Regions from separate parts of the Sus scrofa genome. Here regions 1 and 3 are each linked to region 2. The links are chromatin contacts, called in public Hi-C maps. All regions are on one chromosome and are shown on one strand. Each heading gives the region's core, a stretch centred on a gene start, on an enhancer-like site or on the middle of the called end of the contact. The rest is flanking DNA. Distances are from core to core; before and after follow the strand shown. Region 1 has its middle 15 kb from the start of SOAT2. Region 2 holds the start of CSAD (cysteine sulfinic acid decarboxylase). Region 3 holds the start of RARG (a long non-coding RNA gene).

Evidence for each region. Hi-C and Micro-C count contacts between places; a contact is called where the count stands out from the background.
Region 1: a contact with region 2 is called in a Hi-C map of embryonic fibroblasts, with 1.9 times the contacts expected there. The contact joins the enhancer-like site here to the promoter of CSAD in region 2. A contact is called at or near these places in 1 of 5 promoter capture datasets (liver), 13 of 47 Hi-C or Micro-C datasets (alveolar macrophages, embryonic fibroblasts, epiblast stem cells and 7 more) and 2 of 2 datasets of contacts at active chromatin or transcription factors (alveolar macrophages and skeletal muscle).
Region 3: a Hi-C map of embryonic fibroblasts shows a contact between it and region 2, with 4 times the contacts expected there. The contact joins the promoter of RARG here to the promoter of CSAD in region 2. A contact is called at or near these places in 1 of 47 Hi-C or Micro-C datasets (embryonic fibroblasts) and 1 of 2 datasets of contacts at active chromatin or transcription factors (alveolar macrophages).

What each region holds. Positions count from the first base shown.
Region 1 is chr5:18,372,214-18,376,313 of Sscrofa11.1, reverse strand. No RefSeq gene overlaps it. Among named protein-coding and RNA genes, the nearest start is that of SOAT2, 15 kb to the right of the region's middle. Within about 2 kb of position 1,808, at least 10 of the 83 cell types and tissues checked have an H3K27ac peak or open chromatin away from gene starts, as enhancers often do. A contact at or near this core is called in alveolar macrophages and embryonic fibroblasts, where this site is marked.
Region 2 is chr5:18,408,012-18,412,349 of Sscrofa11.1, reverse strand. CSAD (cysteine sulfinic acid decarboxylase) reads left to right here and starts at 1,904. Exons shown (of 17, transcript XM_021091702.1): 1 at 1,904-2,279; 2 at 2,370-2,440; 3 at 2,704-2,777. The coding sequence starts at 2,187. ZNF740 (zinc finger protein 740) reads right to left here and starts at 3,666. Exons shown (of 7, transcript XM_021091710.1): 1 at 2,672-3,666; 2 at 1,315-1,830. The coding sequence starts at 1,323.
Region 3 is chr5:18,455,624-18,459,878 of Sscrofa11.1, reverse strand. RARG (a long non-coding RNA gene) reads left to right here and starts at 1,254. Exons shown (of 9, transcript XR_002343956.1): 1 at 1,254-1,512. It overlaps LOC102161895 (a long non-coding RNA gene), which reads right to left and starts at 1,086. Exons shown (of 4, transcript XR_002343961.1): 1 at 999-1,086.

The DNA of each region.
Region 1 (4,100 bases), core at 559-3,058, 36 kb after region 2:
AAGCTAGATCCTTAACTGTTGGGCCAGCAGGGAACTCCTGCATAGCCTGTTTTTCTCCCCAGCATGTATAGGCATCTGGCATACTTTAAATTTTATTTAATATATATGTACTTAGTTAGTTATTCACTTTTTTACTTACTCTCTTCACCCCCTGCCCAGTCTCACCCGACTAGAATGTAAGGAATACCATCATCATTATTGTTGTTATTATTATTTTGCTTTTTAGGGTCACACCTGCAGCATGTGGGAGTTCCTGAGCTAAGGGTTGAATCGGAACTGCAGCTGCCAGCCTACACCAACAGCCACAGCTTGGCCGTCCGAGCCACATCTGCTACCTACATCTTTAACCCACTGAGCGAGGCCGGGCTCATAGATACTCGTTGGTTTCATTACAGCTGATCCACAACAGGAACTCCAAGAATGCCGTTTCTACAAGTCACCGTCTCCCTAATTTTATGCCCCAAATGCAATGATTCTGTGCTTTCTCTTCTAGACTGATGGACTTTTGGTTCTTGCAATCCAGCTTCCACATGTTAGAGAAATCCAGTAGTCTGATGGCCTAGTTTTAATAAAATAATAAATTCATTTTTAGCAAATTCTCTGGTGCCAAGGCCAATTAGCTTGCACATTTCCTTAGTTTGTAACGCGTTATTGTTAGCTTTTTCTTACGACCATATACATTTTATTTTAAAATTTTATTTTATTTTTTGCCTTTTCTAGGGCCATACCCGTGACATATGGAGGTTCCCAGGCTAGGGGTCTAATCAGAGCTGTAGCCACCGGCCTACACCACAGCCACAGCAACACAGAATCTGAGCCGTGTCTGCAACCTACACCACAGCTCAGGGCAACGCTGGATCCTTCACCCACTGAGCGAGGCCAGGGATCAAACCTGCATCTTCATGGACACTATGTCGGGTTCTTAACCCACGGAGCCACAGCAGGAACTCCGTCTTTCTTTTTTGGCCACCCCATGGCAGGGTTCTGAGGTGCAGTTGCAGAATGCTGGATCCTTTAACCCACTGTGCCGGGCCAGGCATCGAACTTCTATCTTGGTGCTGCAAGGATGCTGATGATCCCTTTGCATCACAGCGGGAACTCTGGTTTGATGTATTCTAATGCAGTGGTTCTCAAAGTATGGCTCATAGTTCGGCAGCATCAGTACTCCCTGGGAACTGGTTAGTAATGCGAATTCTCAAGTCCCACCCCAGAGCTCATGAATCAGAAACTCCTAGGGTGGGGTTCAGCCATCCATATTTACAAGCCCCGGAGGTGGTTCTAATGCATGCTCAATTGTGAGAACCATGTTCGAAGGGGATTTTTCACTCCCATCTCTAGCATTTGCCTCTCTCTTTTTGTTTTTGTTTTTTTAGGGCTGCACCTGCAGCCTATGGAAGTTCCCAGGCTGGTCAATGGTCAAATCAGAGCTGCAGCTGCCAGCCTACACCACAGCCACAGCAATGTGAAATCCAAGCTGTGTCTGTGATCAACTCCATAGCTCACAGCAACACTGGATCCTTAACCCTCTGAGCGAGGCCAGGGATTGAACCTGCGTCCTCATGGATACTAGTTGGGTTTGTAACCCACTGAGCCACGATGGGAGCTCCAACATGTGCCTCTCTTTAGCCATATTGCTGTTGGGCCCAGTGGAAAGCATACACAAATGAAGGCTTGGACTTGGGATTTACCATGGGGAAGGCCTGGTGTGGAAACCCAGGGAGGAGCTTCCTCATTCTCACCACCCAGGAGCCTGGAGACCAGCTCCGGAGAGTCCCTGAGCAGAGGTCAGGACTGTGGGGATACTGGAAGACCATGACTCAGACGGCCTTGGCCCTACAGGGATGAGGTCATAGAGTTGGTTTTCCTGCCTACCAGACGGCACAGGAGCCACCAAAGAGTATGACAACTTAAGAAAATATTGAGAGCAGTTAAAGAGATCCGAGACCAGAAAATACTTTCTGGAACTAAAAACCATCATTTTCAACAACAAAAAAATCAGCCTATTTATTGAAAGCAAGAAGTCTGGTCCCTGCCGGCACTCAAATTAGTGGCTTGGAAGAATAAGTGGAAAAATATTTCAAAGCACAGAGCGAATAATACGAAGAGATGGAAATAAATAATGAGGAAAATATGAGACTTGGAGAATACATCCAGTAGTCTTAACATTCGAATATGTTCGTTCCAAAAGAAAGAAAAGGCATAAATGGAGGAGAGGCAATAATTTAAAAATAGAGGAATATTTTGCCAACCTGAAGAAAATTCTGAGCTTGCCCAGAAAGAGCACCAAAGATACAAAAAGAGAAGACAAACATCAAAGCACAGAATTCCTGAATTCCAAGATTAAAGATATTTTCAAGCATCTAGACAGAAGGAGCAAGTTATTGACAAAGGGAAAAGAATCAGATTAACACACTTTTTGTCTGTAACACCAGAAGCTAAAAGTGAGTATACAGGAGAAAAGGAGGGCTCCTTAGGATCTCATATCCAGTTAAGGAAGCATTCACCTTCCATTAGTGCAAAAGAAAGGTACAGGGAGATATAAAGGATTCAAGGAATATACCAACCCCATAGCTCACCTGAGGGAAACACTCCAGAAAAATTGAGAGAACAGAGAAGTCAGGATGGAGGAAAATGAAAAGGAGAAAAGACAAGGAGTGAAACAAACGTGGCAAAATAGTATTCTGTTAAACGTTCATGGACAGGAGTTCCCGTCGTGGCTCAGCAGAAAGGAATCCGACTAGGAACCATGAGATTGTGGGTTCTACCCCTGGCCTCGCTCAGTGGGTTAAGGATCTGGCATCACCATGAGCTGTGGTGTAGGTCATAGATGTGGCTCGGATCTGATGTGGCTGTGGCTGTGGCGTAGGCCGGCAGCTGTAGCTCTGATTTGACCCCTAACCTGGGAAAAGCCACATGCCGCAAGTGTGGCCCTTAAAAAGCAAAAAACAAAACAAAACAACAGAACAGAACAACAGTTCACGTACATTGATGGGCATCTAATTCTATCTAGAACTGCAGATACTATGCTCTTTCTGCAAGACCTAGGAATTGGTGGGAGAGGTAAGTAGAAGTATTCTAAAGGTTTCTCTTATTGAGGTGGATGTGGCAGGAAATCAGATATCTTAATGGAAGAAATAATTGGTATATTTTCAAATGATAGTGAAGAAATATGTATTTGGGGGTTCCTGTTGTGGCTCAGGGGGTTAAGAACCCGACTAGTGTCCACGAGTATGTGGGTTCGATCCCTGGCGTCTCTCAGTGTGTTAAGGGTCTGGTGTTGCCGCAAGGTGAGGTGTAGTTTGCAGTGTGGCTCAGATCTGGCGTAGCTGTGGCTGTGATGTAGCTCCAATTCGACCCCTAGCCCAGGAATTCTATATGCCACAGGTATGGCCATACAAGGAAAAAAAAAAAAATCAAACAGTAAAAACATAGAATGATTCAAGAACATACAATAGGAGTTGCCATCGTGGCTCATCGGTTATCAAAACCAACTGACATCCTTGAGGACTTAGGTTTGATCCCCGGCCTCGCTCAGTGTTAAGGATCTGGCATTGCCATGAGCTATGGTGTAGGTCACTGGTGTGACTCGGATCCTGCGTTGCTGTGGCTCTGGTGTGGTTCTGGTTTAGGCTAGTGGCTACAGATCCGATTTGACCCCTAGCCTGGGAATCTCCATATGTCACAGGTATGACCCTAAAAAGACAAAAATAAAAAAAAATGAAAAAGAAAAGAACTGAAATAAAATGTGCCATTCATTCCATTTGTGGAATCATAATTAATTCAGAATATGATATAAAGGAGGGAAAGGGAACAAAGAATAGATGGGACAAATAGAAAATGATAGAAAGATGGTAGGTTTAAACCATATCAATAATCTTATTAAGAAGAAAAAAAGACACTCAGGAGTTCCTGTTATTGCTCAGCTGGTTAAGAACCTGGCATAGTGTCCGTGAGGATGCAGGTTCAATCCCTGGCCTTGCTCATTGGGTTAAGGATCCGGTGTTGCTGCAAGCTCTGGCGTAGGTCACAGAAGCAGCTCAGATCCCAAGTTGCTGTGGCTGTGGCTTAGGCCTGCAGCTGCAGCTCTGATTCGACTCCCA
Region 2 (4,338 bases), core at 655-3,154:
ATTCCTTTCACGTAATCCGTATATCCTGGGATGCCCCCCTCCCCCCAAGGGCTTTGGACTGAAAGGTCCAGAAGTAAAAAAAATTCTGTTGATAATTGTACAATGCTGGGCAAGTGACCCCACCTCTTTAAGTCTCAGTTGCCCTAAATGCAAAATATTTATCATGGTATTCAACCTCACAGGGCTGATGACAGTTAAGCCAAGATATAAAATGCTCAGCAGTGCCCTGTACAAAGTTAGCAATTTGTTCAGTCAGAGCAAAAGTGAACACAATACTGTGGAGTGGGTTGCAAACAAAGGAAGAAGAAACCGAAGGGCTCCTACTCGGCATGGAAAGGAGGAAGCTATGCGTGCAGCTGGAAAAAAGCCAATTAAACCGTAATCAGGCTGCCATCCCGGTGAGATTGGTAGGGAAGGGTCCCTGGAAGGAAGCTGGGACAAGCTCTGGGAATGCCTGCATATAGCTTTTCTACTCAGATGACAACAATGAACTATCAAGTCATCCTTTCTCTCCAATCCATCCTGTATCCTCACAGTGACAATTACCTTCCAAATACAAACACACCGATCTGATATCACTCTGCTGCCTAACATTCTTCAGAGCGTTCCCTTTCCCTATAGAATAAAGTCTAATTCTCAGTAAGGCATAAAAGGCCCTCAAGGCACACTCCGCTTCCTTCTCCAGGAAACACCTCCCTCACCCTAACATTCCCATATTCCCCTAACGAGCCCCCATTTAAATGCTTTCCTCCTTAACTGGCAAACCATCTACAATACTCCCAACCTTACCACGTGTGCCCATGCCTCTAAGCTTTGCCCATGCAGTTCTCCTTGTCTGAATACCCTGTTCTGGTTGTTTATTTAGCAAAATCCTATGCATCCTTCAAGCTTCAACTGTTTTTTCATCGAGGCAGAAAGATCATTCCCTCCTCTGCAATGCACATTCCCTACCTCTATGACTGCACATTCCTTCAATCAACAGACTCATTGAGCCTGTACTACCAGCCAGCCACTTCGCAAGGTGTTGGGAATATAAAGACAAATGACAGACTATGTCTTCATCTCCCCCCACCCCCAACCCAACTAGCCTGGAAGCTTGCTGGGGACAGGGACAGTTTTATTCATCTTTGTCTCCCCAGTACAATGCCTTGCATAAAAAGGGAGCTCAATAAACTCCTGTTGATAAAGACAAATGAAGCTTTCACCAGACTGTTCACTCCCTCACGCCCCTCAGCAGTTAATGCACCAAGTGTACACTGAGTACATGCTGCTTTGCAAATGTCCCATCAGGGCCTGTGATGCAGTATAGCCTACCTCCTTCATTTGACTGGAAGCTCCCTGAAGGCAGGGGCTGTGGCCTGTCTCCTTTCCTTCCTCTAGATCTCCCCCTGGTGCTTAATACAGAGCTTGGCTCACTGTGTTGGTCAATATGTTGACTAAGGCAGCATTCAAGAGTGAAACTGCAAACACGCTTCCCAGAGATCTTGAAGGAGGAGGACTCTAGAGCTTTTTACCTGAGCCATGCTGATTTCTCACTTAATGCAACACAAAAGTTCAGGAGCTTCTTGATCCACCTTTCTTTAAGACACTGTTGTTTGAAGAACTGTCACCAAATCCCTGTAACAACTCCTTCGTGTCCCTTCAGTCCTGCTGCCATATTGAACTGCCTTTGTCTTCACATAGAATTTAGTGTCCTCCAAAGGGAAGATAGATGTTCCAAGAATCCCTGGTCTCTGCCTGGTTCCTGCCTATTGTCTGAAGAAAAAGAGTCTGCCAGTCTTGGTTTTCCAGCTGAATTCCCTGGATGAAATTCACATCTGTTTCACAAACCTAAAACCGAAAAGGGAGATAGGGCTGTTAGGTGCAACATCCACGGGCCCATACCACCAGTCGTGGGCTGAACTTTTGCCAGGCGCTCTTTGTGCAACTCAAAAAAAGGAAGACATCAGTCAAGCAGTTTTTCTTTCTGGGTCATAAGAAACTGGTCTCCGGATAGCCAACAGGAGCAAATGTAACTGGGGCCTCTGGTGAAGGAACTGCACCCGGCCAACTGCTTGGATTTGTCATTTTTGGACGGGAAGAAGGGGGCGGCGGCCCTTTGGGGCTTTTGTGTCCAGTGGGCCGGCCCGCGAAGCTCGCACTCTATTAAGGCGATCAGAAGTAGGGTAGAGAAAAGCTCAAGGCCTATGGCTGGGCCCTTGGCAAGCAGGCAGAAACCGGAACGGCAGTTCGCGCCAGGGCAGGCCCACACGTGCGTGTTCTCCGAGTCCCCCCCCAAGGTACGTAAACTCGCTGCGGAGGTGGAAAGCAAGGAGGCGAAGCCCAGCGCTGAGCGTTCCCACCCACCTTCCCTCCCTCCCTCCCGCCAGCCAGCCAGCCAGCCAGCCAGCCGCTGCGCCCGCCGCACGCACCCGAAGAAGACAGCCGAGGAGCGCGCAAGGTGCGTGCTCGCGCCCGCGTCCCTTCCGAGCAAGCCCCCACTGCCCGACCGGGGACGCGGCCGGACCGCGGAGCGCGCGCGGTCCTAGCTCTCCCCGTGAGCCCCCTCCCTTCGCCACGCGCCCCTCCTCCCTTCCCCTCCCCCTTCCCGCGCGGCGCCCCACGGCCTGCGAGCTGCTGAAGCGCTGCCGTCTACCCGGACGACGTTGCGCTCCCCGGGGCGTGCTCTTACCTGCCAGGCGCGGCCTTCCACTGTCTCCCCAGCCGCGCGGCGCCTCCTCCAGGCCCCAGCACGCCGTGCCAACCCCGTGGCCACCGCTGTCCCCGCCGGGACCGAGGCAAGTTTACAAACACCAACCCGGGGCCCGTTTCCCCGGAAGCACTTCCCCCTCCCCCCCTCGGCCTCTCCGCTGAGCAGCACTATCCACTTCCGCCTCGGGAGTCTGGACGGGCGGGGGCACCCAGAAAAGGGGGTGAAGCTGAGGGCGCACGGAGGGAGTGCAGCTGGTGAGTGGGCGGTACCGGCGCTCAGAAGGACGGGAAGAAGGCGGAGCAGAGGTACGGCGCGTGCGCCGTTGTGTGGGCGCGCCGCGGCGGCCATCTTGATTGAGGGCAGGCGCGAGGGCCGTGAAATGTTGGTTCGCTGAGTGTTCCCTGAGGGGTGTTGCTGGATGAGCTGGTTAAGACTTCTGGAAGAAGCGTCATCACTCTCCCTTCCTCGCAGTTATTCTCCCTATCGCGTCTAAGCCTGGAACCACAAATAGAGCCAGAATAGTTCGTGCCAGGTCTTTTCGCGTAACTTGGTCCAGGTCATCTTTCCCTGAGCCTTCCATCAGGCCCAGGTCTGCATATTCTGAGGGCCGCCTCGTCAGCAGAGAGGGGAGTTAACTTTTTTTGCACGTTTTTGTTGAGTACTCTCAACCCCAATCTGAGAAGGGATGCCCTAGTATGATCCGAGCGCCCGAAGTCAATCTGGTTTCTTTATACCGCTTCCACCTTTATTCCAAACGGTCCAGCCTCTAACATTGGCCTTCTTGCCTGGAAAAAGCCATAGAACTACCCCTCAGTAGGAAGTAGACTGTAGTCTTTGTTGGAGACTTGGCGATGCAGGGTGGCCCTTGGGCCCAGCTACGTTAGGAGCATGGGAACCTGAGCCTTTCTTTTTTGTTTTTTAGGGCTGCACCTGCGGTACATGGAAGTTCCCAGGCAAGGGGTCTAATCAGAGTCATAGCTGCCAGCCTAAGCCACAGCCACAGTAGGGAACCTACTCAGGGAGGCCAGGAATCAAACCCACATCCTCATGGACACTAGTAGGGTTCGTTATTGCTGAGCCACAACTGGAACTCTTCTTGAGCCTTTCTTTAAATTCTGTTTGCGGGAGTTCCCGTCGTGGCACAGCAGAAACAAACTGACTAGGAACCAGGAGGTTGCGGGTTCGATCCCTGGCCTTGCTCTGCAGGCTGAGGATCCGGTGTTGCTTTGAGCTGTGGTGTAGGTCTGTAGGTCCCAGATGCGGCTCGGATCTGGCGTGGCTGTGGTGTAGGCCAGTGGCTACAGCTCGGATTGGACCCCTAGCCTGCGAACCTCCATATGCTGCAAGTGCAGCCCTAAAAAGACAAAAAATTCTGTTTCCAACTTTAGCTATTAGGAAGGGATTCTGCCAAAGATGGATAATGCATTAGTGCACTTGATGGAAGGAAATGTTAATTCCGTTTAGGTCCCAGCTTCTGTAGTGCTGTAAGGTTGTGAGTTTAGGAGAATTAAAGGAGATACCAAAAGAAAAAAAAATTATGAAAGAAGACAAGAATTCTCAGCCACTTTTGGTATACAGATTTTATTTCCCTGAACACTCCCATTTTTGGAGCAATTGTCAGCAAATCTTTGTGCTCTTAAGATTGT
Region 3 (4,255 bases), core at 5-2,504, 48 kb before region 2:
TAATTTCAGTATGGAAAATGTGATGTGACCACGAGTGGGTGTCTCCAGGGCTGGCCTCCCTGGGACTGTGGCTGGGGAGTGTCTTTGGGGTGCATGTCTCCAGCCTAGCCCAGCCCCCACTACTACTGCTGCCCTTCCCCACTTTCTCACTCCCCCCCTAGTCCCATGGAGCCTGGACTTCAGACCCCTTCTCTCCTCTCACTCTGTCCTCCGTAGAATGGACAGTCTAGTGCTGAGAGTCTGTGGCGGTCACACTGAAGTCAGAGAATGTCCCCATCAGACACTGCATTGACTCTGGGCGCACGCACACACAGGCGCGCGCGCGTGTGCGCGCACACACGCGCACACACACACACACACACACACAGACCTAGAGTCAACAACATTCGTGGCGCATCCACCAGGCAGGCAGGCAGGCAGGCAGGCAGGCAGGCACTAGTTAAGGCAGACACACACCCTCAGCTTGGGCTTCCTCCCTCACACCCAGCCCAAGGCTCCTCCCACTCCCAGCTAGGGATCCTTCTGCCCTCCTCCCCAGCCTCTCCCCTCCAGACCCAAGCCTGAAGGTGGGGACAGTCTCAGCAGCCAGGGACCCAGGAGCCCTAACTCCCACTCCCAGGTGATCAAGGCAGGGTGAGAGGGAGGAGGTCTTTAAGGCCAGGCCTTAGCACCCCCCACAGCCTCCACTAGTTAAACCAGTTTGCTCCTGGGACCAAAGGACCGGCTGCGGTAGGCAAGGGGAAGTGGAGACTACTTTGACCTGCAGGTGAAGGCTCAGCAAAGGGTAAAGACAGTGGCATCTGCTCTGGCATATCCCTGCGTGGTCACTCCACCCCTAGGAAGACGTGGATGCGCCCCTACCGCCTACCCTGCAGAGGTGCAGAGACTGGCCTCCCTGAACCACAGTCTGGCCAGAGAACTCACCCAGTCCCCCCAAATGGCAGGAAAGGGAAAAGTGCCAGAGAGAAAGGGTGGCATCCCGGGCCCAGGACACTGACCTCTCCTGCCAGCCTTGCCCGGCCTCCCGGGGACGCAGCCACGGAAGCCCAGCAAATGGGAGGGGCAGAGACCCAGGCGTCCCGGGCCGCCCCGCCCAGCCCCCCCCTCCTACCCACCCACCCCCGCCCCCCAGCCCCAGGGCACCGAGGAGGGAGCCGGGCAGGGGCAGGCGGCAGGGGAGGGAGGAGCGAGGGCGGGAGGGGGAGGAGGGAGCCGGGCTGGGAGGGAGGTGGGGGGGTGGGGAGGGAGAAAAAGAAAGAAAATATTTTCCGTGTCCCCGCCTGCAGAGTCAGTGTGCGGTTTGGGAGAAAATGTGTCGGATATTTTGGGGCGGTCACGTGGGCGGGCGGGCTCCGAGAGGCCCCGGGACCGTCCCAGCCTAGAGTCCGTGCCCCCGCCCCAGAGCCCCCCATCACCGGGAGCCCCTGCCACTGCGACGCTCCATCCTCGCGACCGCCCGACGCCGGGACCTCGGGGCTCGGCGGCCTCCCTTCCCCCTCCCTCCCCCTCCAGGTGAGTCAGGCGGGGAAGCAGGCTCGGCGCCACGGACGGACGCCCGGGTCCCCCGGCGAGCTTGGGCCGGGGGCGGGGGCGCCGGGGAGCCACGCCGGCTCCGTCCCTCCCCGGGCTGGTCCGGCTGTCCGCACGGGTGGAGGGGGGCTGACTTGGGGGTCAGCCCTGACGTGGGAAGGGAATGGGGACGATTTTAGACAGGCTGGGCTGGGCTGGGCTTTATCCACCCTTTCGTCGCGAGGAGTAGTGAGCGAGCTTTACGGGGGGGGCGGGGGGAGTCTTGGGCCAGGGGGTTCCTATCCTACTCTTGTGCCTGGAGTGGGAGGGGAGACAGGGTCCGCTCCTGTGGGGAAAGTCCACCGACGGCCTGCCCTCTGGCTTCCCCTGGGGAATCTAAGGAGAGGACTTTTGGTCCGCGCTGGTCCAAGTTCCTCCTTCCCTAGCGGAATGGCTCAGCCTGGACATCAGAAGGGCGAAGGAAAGGTCCAGAGGCAAGTGATCCTGGCCCACTGGGTCCAGAAGCTTGGAGAGACAAGTGGATAAGATAGGGGTCAGTGAAGTTCCCCTCTCTCATATCCCCAATTTTGGGTGTGAGTCTTGGCAGTATTCTCTGAGAGGAGCCCAAATTGAACAAAGGAAGGGCAGGGATTCAGGGGCAGGGACCCCAGAGTCCCCGTTCTGGGGCCCTACTGACGCTGCTGCCTCACGGTCTCCGGCACTTAGAGCCCAGGTCCCTCAACTTGACCCAGCGGGTAGGAGAGAATCTCTGCAGGTGGCCAGAGGGTAAGAGTGTGCAAAGGTGGGGGCAGGGCAGGGGCGCCTGAGGAGGGGTCTGGAGGGCAAGAAGCTGAGATGGCTGTGCCCCTTTGGGGCCCATGTTCAGAGCAGCTGCCATCCCAGTCTTCACGTTTGAGGCTCCTGCCCTGACCGTCCCTCCTCAGATGTCGATCGGGGTTGAGGACCGCAGGCAGTGTCCCTTATCCTTGAGGCCAGAAAAGAGAGGACAGGGGGCAGGAGGCGGCATGTGCGGGGTGCCTGGGGCTTGGGTATCCCAAACAGAGAAACACATACTCACACCCACACACATGCACACACACGCTGTGGCTTAGAGCCTAGTAAGCAGCACAGGGCACACCCCCCCACCCCGGCACACCCCCACCCCTGGCTCAGAAAGCCACCTAACTGGCACCTCCAGTTCCCCCCTCTGCCCCACCCTCCCCGTGCCCTCCGATGCCCACACACATTCCACTGGCATTGCCTGCCTGCCTCCTGGGCACTGCCCCTCCCTGGGACCAGTGAGGTAGAGGGAGGGGCACCTGGGGATGGGAGGTGGAGACTCCAGGGTCTGGACTCCCCCAAGGGTGGCACCAGGCCAGGGAGACCTGGCCCACCGCTGCCTCCTGGGGAGCAGGCTGGGGGCCCAGGCTAGAGCAGAGGATGCCTGGGTTCTCCGCCCAGGCTGGGGATGGGGTCATGGAAAAAGGTGGTCGTGTTTATACAGAGGGGAGGGGGGCAGCGGGTGGAGAGCAGCCGACAAGAGCAGCTTTGTTCCCGACTCTGGAGCGGGGCAGGGCGGCAGAGACGTCCCCCCCTATCCGGCAGCCCCCTTCATCCATGCCCTCCCCTCAACTCCACCTCAGCTCTAAGAGCAGCAGAGGGCCCCTTTCCCCTGGTCAGCCCCCTTCTGTCTGAGGTGGCATCTTGGTAGGAGAAATGTGTTCTGTTCCTCAGGTCCCCCAAAGTACCAAGGCCTCTGGGTCCCTAGTTTAGGCTTTCCTTTTACTCTCCGTGGGTACCACCATCTTCAGTTCTTTGGTCCCTTCCTCTACCCTGGACTTAAGACCTTCCTCTTCCCTTTCCAGCCAAGGCAGAGAAACCTGGGCTCAGAACGGAGATGAATCTCGGTCCCCTTTTCACTGTGTTCACTCAACTTTCTCGGGCTCCTTTTTTGAGGCAGACTAGGAAGGAGGAAGGCCAGGGAGAGTTGGGCTGTCCTTAGCTCACTCACAGCTTCATTCCTGGGCAAGGACCAGGAGCCTGAGCATCCCTCTCTGGGACCCCTGAAGTCCTCCTGCCCCTCCCTCAGGTCTCTGTTCCCCGCTTGCAGATGAGACGCAAAGACAGTGAGTGCTGGAGCACGGAGCTGGGTTCCCAGTCTAAGCCGGTCTGGGGAAGATGGGGGGACCTTTCGTAGCTTCTCACCCTTGGCATTCGAGGGGTTAATCCACCTGGAATGTGGCCCAGCCTGTTGAGCTATGGCCCAGGGGCCTCAGGGGCCCGGACTCCTGGCTCTACCTGGGCTTAACTGGGGATGAGGACTCCAGGGGATCGGGGAAGGAAAAGGACAGGGACCCTGGGGGCTTGGAGCTCAGACTTTTAGGGCTTGGGGAGCCACTGGGCTGAAGAGTCAGGGTGCCTGGGATCTGGCTGGTGTCCATTGAGGGGCAGGGGCTGCTTTAAGCGCTGGGGCTGAGTGAAGGGTGGTGGATCGGGGTCTGAGTTCCTGTAACCTCCACGACAATTTACCCTCGGGAGCTTGAAGGCCAAGGCAGATGAGAGATAGAAAAGAAAGGAAGAAAAAAAGCAGAGGTACAAAGACTGAGAGATAATGATCTTAGCAGCAAAGACTGATGGAAAGAGATACAGAAACACCCATCACTTACCTCTGGGCCTGCCCACCTGGAAGACTGTGTTTCCCTTTCTCTCGGTCCTTCTCTGACCTTCTTCATCTAGTCCATTAAGG